Linked DNA regions of Zea mays: region 2 is linked to region 1. A link is a contact called in public Hi-C data. All regions are on one chromosome and are shown on one strand. The core of a region is the stretch at or near the end of the contact, and the rest is flanking DNA. Distances in the headings are between cores, read along the strand shown. Region 1 has its middle 38 kb from the start of LOC100285049. Region 2 has its middle 23 kb from the start of LOC100273693.

Region 1 (3,163 bases), core at 319-2,818:
TTATTTAAAATATAAAAAAGAGATATAGGAGAAAATGGAGTCATTACAAATTTCTTATAATAAAGCTAGGAGCAAAATTGGACCCATAACACGTCAAAGTCGTTGTTTTTATCATCAGTCATTGGGCACCAAGCACCACACGGCCACCTCCTCTTGCTCAATGCGTCGGAAGCCTCAGCCGCATAAAACCCGTTCGACGGCTAAGACGGCGCGCAATGAACAGCACAGCTACTGATATCACACTCAATGATATACAAGAAATGAGTATAAATTCTGATAGCACATAAGAAAATTTTTCATAAAAGAAAGCCAGGGCAGGCGGCTATTGTTTGAAGCCAAGGTATTTCATGATAGATATATACAATGCTATTGTGAAAGTTCGGTCTCAAAATATTTTACATATCCAGGGTTCAAAATTTGTCGTAGAAAAATATGTACACATTGGTGTCAAACCCGGTGTCTGCAGCACTACAAGACAAAATTTGTGGATCACTTCTTTCTTTTACAGAGTGTCTTTGTGTCCGCGGGTAGACTATTTTCAGCTGACTACTGATAAGTAGACCATTTTTCTTAACTTTTTTATTTCTTTTTCTTTGGTGTCACGATAAATCTGATATAACATTTCTTGCAGCCCGACTAGACCACTTTGTTATAGTTGCTTTTAAATTCACTAGTGCTAATATTTAGTTAGCTAGTATGTAAATAATTATTAGCAAAGTGTTGTTTGATTCACGTATATGAACCATTAGCACATCTTCACCAACTAATGAATTTAGATTCGCCTCTCTATTTGCTAAGGGCAATATATATTTTTTTCAGTTACTGTAGCAGTCATTTAATATGTGTCACTGACATGGCAAATTATTTGCCACACACCTCCAAATAGTGAGAAATATTTATTTTTTCCTATTTGTTAATAATGTTAGTTTTACAGCCTATTTGTTTGGTTTTAATCCGTACCGGCTTCTACAGCTTCTACAATATTTTTATCTCTATGCATTACAGTTACAGCAGAGTAGGCTTTAATTCGAATCGAACAGCTACTAACAATATTGGCAAGATTAGATCCAAACATGTCCAAAGTAGAGTGGCATATTAATTATTTTGAATAGGGAGACTAGATCTCTAAATAAAAGTAGAAATGGTTTGGTTTGACCTGTTATATTATTGTTTAATTATGATAGATCCAAAGAGGCCAAACAAACTGCACAAACATCCAAAGACCCCAAGGGTCCGGAAGTTGCTAAAGTCATGATCCTTGCCGGCTGCATTTTATGCGAAAGTTCAAAATACTAGTTCGCTAGAAGTCGCTTTCTGCGTTTACCTCACAGGCATTGACCGAATCCTATTCCTACATGTCATCTTTCCTAAAAAAACATGTCACCTTCAGCTCCGACTGGATTGACCCAATTGAAACTGTTCCAACAGCGAGGGAATGAAAGCTTCGCTCAGATGTTAAAAACGCGTAGAATTAGCCGATGCTTTCTTCAACATCTCTTCGTACGCAGTCTTCCTCAGCCCACAGGCCCGTCTACTTTATGAGCCTGGTTAGTTGGAGCTCTCTAGGCAGCCCATACAACAATCTAACTATCTGACTGACGCAGCGCTAGGCCTTCGGGTGTTGAGTATTGCCTGAGCTGAAACCAAATGGCCCCATAACTTGAAGCTACTTTATTTTACTCCCTATGTTCTTCCTCCTTCTCCAAAATACTAGTCATTTTAGCTCTTAATTTTTATATCTACATTCAAATAGATAAAGATAAATTTAAACACATATAAAACACATACATCAATTATTGTGTGGATCTAATAAATTTCTAAAACAAATTTTACTTTAGGACAGAGAGAGTATTCATTTTAGTGTGTTGATGAATTTATACAATATTTGATAAATATGTCTAGATTTATCGTCATCCATTTAAATATACAAAAAAAATAAAGTGCTAAAATTACTAAGGGTCTGTTTGCTAGTACATAGTCGTGGGCTGTGTTTGTGAGAGTGTGTGGGGGGTGTCAAGAACAAAAATGGCGTAAAATCAGCTCATTGTCGTTTGTCCTTACATTATACCCCTATATAATCTACCAGTTAAAATATCACTAAATACATACAACAAATAACTCCTAGCCAAATCTCACCATTAAAACCAACGATCGAGATCGCTTCATTTATTTTATCTCTCTTAATCAATCGCATCCAACTGCGAGTGTTTCTCGGATCATCCCCTCATCCCTCACTCGTCTCTAGCCTTCCCATCCCTCCATTTCGCCAAGGAAGAAAAAGGAAAAAACACATAAGGGGTTGGAGAGGAACGGGCAGGGACAGAAGGTTCAAGCCCTAGCGCAGGAATGGCAGGTTGGTGCGAGGAGGCAGTGGCGTTGCTGCAGCACCTCGTGGTGGCGGAGAATATAGTCGTCGACGTGCTACTCTGTGTGGTGTCGATCTAGGCCACTATCATGATCGGCCTCGTCATCGACTAGTCCTGGCACCCGCGCTGAACGGGGCTGCTCTTCCTTGACCTCCACACCCGCCTTCGCTTCATCTGGGTGTCGCCCGGCCTCGAGACCCGGAGTCTCTGGTTCGTCTGCTCTGTCATGCCCAGGCTCCTCTCCTCTGCATTCTTCCACTTTAGAGGCAAGCAACTGGACAAGGCCTCTCCTGATGACGATGTCGTTGTAATCCAGGGCAACAGAGGTTGCTCCGATGACAGGTGAGTGTCTTAGTGGTTGAATCTATTTTACATTATGGCGATGGGCGGCATTGATCGGGGAGCACATGTAAGTGTTGTCAAGTGTCTCTCTTGGAGACCATTTGTCTTTCAATTTGGATTTATATTGAATTATATTGTGGTTCATTCAGGGGCGACCCTATCCTTGTGTTGGAGGCAGTTTAGGAGATTTGAACTTTTTTCCCCCATGAAAATTATTGTACTATCTTTAAGCTAACTTGATGAGCTGACACATGTTGATAGAGTTGGAGTGGAATGCGTGATTGTATTTTGAATTGGTGACATAGAGCGATGTTGGAAACTTGTGCCTTCGCTGGTAGAAGAGTTTGTACTCTGTAGCTCTGTCTTTGGTCCGTGAAATTACTATTTATGTAAGCTATATAAAGATCTTTGGTGATTGGTTAATTTTGTTTGCTTTTCACCATGGAAGGATTCAC
Region 2 (2,974 bases), core at 401-2,900, 97 kb after region 1:
TTAGTTAATCAACTAAACACACTCCAATATAAACCAAACTTTTCGGAGAGCCACTCTAAGCCTGCAATACCAAACTCAAGTCGAGATTCGTGAAGACTGCAACTAATCTGACTTAAACGTAACACTGAACAGCTACCGAAACACTGACGAAACTTTTTTTTACCATTTAGTCCCTTTTGTCCATTAATTACATGATTGCGACACACATACAAAATTACAAGGTCGGATCCAATAGCGCGAGTCACAAGCCGGCTACAAACCCTCATGGAAAAATCTTTCCTGGACACTCACAACTACAAACACTCATGAAAAATCTTTCCCTGGACACTCACAACGATTCTATTCATTGGAACACTTAGATAACGCTGTCGAACCTGAAGAAGATGGAGCGTGAGCGGCAAAGACTGCGACGAGGTCAGAGGTAGGACGTCAAGTAAACATCGCGGTTGTAGTTTCCTTCCCTGGCACATGGCCACACGACCAATAGAGAATGAGGCACCGCAGCGGATCCTGGCTAGAGAGGACGTAGATGCGGCAATCTGCAGGAATTGACGCCGAACGAACTCTTGCCGACAGTTTCAACAATTAAAATTCAACGACGAACCGGTGAGGCGAGGCAAACGACGCCGAATAAATAGGGTGACGACGGCGGTGCGGAGGCTAGGATCTACTCCGATGGCGAGGTTGCTGCGACCCATGGTTCGGACGGGAAGGAGCCGAGGACGAGCTGAGGCAGCGCGTCGGGTTGAAGCGAGCTCGCGCAGGACACGCCGAAGTTGAGTCGTGGCGGCACACGGCTCACAAGTGAGCACGTTGAGGCAGCAGAGGACGGGAGGATCTGGCGATAGTTGACGACGCCAGCGAGTTCTACGGATGCAAAGGCGCGAAGGTGGACGATGCTGCACTAAAGAGCTGGAGCACGCACGACGGCGCGACGACGACGTCGTGATGGCGAGGCGAGGATGCCGACGTGGAGAGGACGGCTGGGTGCCGGTGAGCGCGCACACCAAGGAGTGCGGCGAGCAGCGGCGTACGTCCAGATGCAGCGACGAGAGAGGTCGAGCAGTGAGACACGCCGGCGTCTCGGAGCTGCAGCGGAGCTCGAGCACGAGGCTAAAGGCGAGCGGCTGAGGAAGTCGACGTCGAGCTGCTGCTGCTCCACCGATGGGGAGAACCAGGGTGTGTTGACTGTTGAGGAATCAGGGACTTGCGACTATAGGCTGGAAATTAGCTCGAGGCTCGCGAGACGGTCCCTTCTTTAAGCTTGTTTTTGCAGCGAGCCGAGTTGAACAGGCTCGCGAGTCTCGCAAAAATGACTAATTTATGCAATAATAATGAATATTAAATAATTTTATAAATAATAGCTTATTTTAGTCTTTAATGATGAATATATTACAAGTTATAATTTAATTTACTCATAATGTTGAATGATGATTTTATATTTTAAATTTATATAATATTAATTAACTAAATAATGCAACGATAAGTACTCGCGAGTCGAGCCGAGCCAGCTCGCGAGCCAAGGTCGAGCCGAAACTATTTCGCCAGCTCGTGGAATAAACGAGCCGAGCCGAGTTCGTTTAGGCACAGAGCCAAGCCGAGCCGCCGTTTCCAGCCCTAGCGACAGCAGTGGGACTTCCCCAGAGGATAGAACCGTGCGTGCTTGATGCTCAGGATAAGGAAAAGGGAAAGAGAGCGAGGTGAGCGATTGCCAGCACCTGCTCGGAAGTGCCACGCCGAGTTGCGACGTGCCAACACACGACGAATGAAAGATATCGAGGTCGGCGGCGTTCAGATCAACGGCGAGCAGACAAAGGAGCTACTGTGCACGTCTGAACCCAGAATTTATACTCCAATTTACACCCAACTTTATATATTAACTCAAGAATCCATTTTACTAACAATTGATTATTGAGGATTGCTTTCCATCTTTGCTTCAATAGCTAGTAGTTATAGTTAAAACTCAACTGACTTTGGAACTCCAAAGTTGGAGCAACATCACCGAACTACAGCAATTCAGCTAACTAAATTTCGTTCAGCACACACCTATCTGACAGAGCAACTTTGAGCTCAATTTACTCACAAATTTTAGTTGTAAGAGATCTCCGTCAACCAAACTTATTAAAAAATATAGCTCCACAAATTTTCTGCAGCAACCTAAAGCCGAAAGCTCACAAATTGATAGCTATAGAGCTCCAAAGTTGGGTAAAAATACTGCAACTCGGTTTCAGCTAACTGAACCAGAAACTGCACACCACACGCTTGACAGCAAAAGTTCAAGCACTTTTTTACTCCATTTTTCATGCCATATAAAGCCAAACTTGCTGAAGGAGATTTGTGCACCATTATATGGTATTCAACTCTTCCATAAAAACCACAACCCATAACTTCATCTATTAGCCAAAAAGAAGCTCCAAAACTGCACTAACAACACTAAAATTTAGACTCAGTTTGTTGCACTAAGTCTGAAATCCAAAATACGTCAACCCAGTTTATACCACTTTTTCTCCTAGTTCCATATGGTTCTAGGGCAATAACACTTAATAAAAGTTGTTCCCCTATAGTCACTCAACAAGTTTGCTATAGCAAACATCTGTCAAAATCCAAAGATAGAAAGATACATGGATCCAAAATCAGCTCAAGGTCACAATTTTCAGAAATCCAAAAGTTGACCAATTATGAACTTTTGCAAATTACTTCAATTTTTTTACACAAGATACAAATCTCCAAATATGAAAGTTGCTTAGTTTTCCAAGCTCTACAACTTTGGTATATGGACTTTGAGCAAACTCTCATTAGATTTTAAGTTTCACTTTTGGGGCTAGTTTAGGGTTTCAACTATGCTTGCTTTTCTCCAAACGACATCTCAACTTTGATCCATCACTAAAAAGCATTGTTGCTCTTTAACCTAAAACCCAACTTTGGCGTTCAAAACAAATTGCCAAAATATCCTCGGTTTAGGAGTTGCTTTGCT

Evidence for each region. Hi-C and Micro-C count contacts between places; a contact is called where the count stands out from the background.
Region 2: a Hi-C map of leaf shows a contact between it and region 1, with 4 times the contacts expected there. The contact joins two enhancer-like sites. A contact is called at or near these places in 7 of 25 Hi-C or Micro-C datasets (ear, leaf and tassel).

What each region holds. Positions count from the first base shown.
Region 1 is chr1:248,790,048-248,793,210 of Zm-B73-REFERENCE-NAM-5.0, forward strand. No RefSeq gene overlaps it. Among protein-coding and RNA genes, the nearest start is that of LOC100285049, 38 kb to the right of the region's middle. Within about 2 kb of position 1,569, at least 17 of the 20 cell types and tissues checked have an H3K27ac peak or open chromatin away from gene starts, as enhancers often do. A contact at or near this core is called in leaf, where this site is marked.
Region 2 is chr1:248,886,826-248,889,799 of Zm-B73-REFERENCE-NAM-5.0, forward strand. No RefSeq gene overlaps it. Among protein-coding and RNA genes, the nearest start is that of LOC100273693, 23 kb to the right of the region's middle. Within about 2 kb of position 1,651, at least 10 of the 20 cell types and tissues checked have an H3K27ac peak or open chromatin away from gene starts, as enhancers often do. A contact at or near this core is called in leaf, where this site is marked.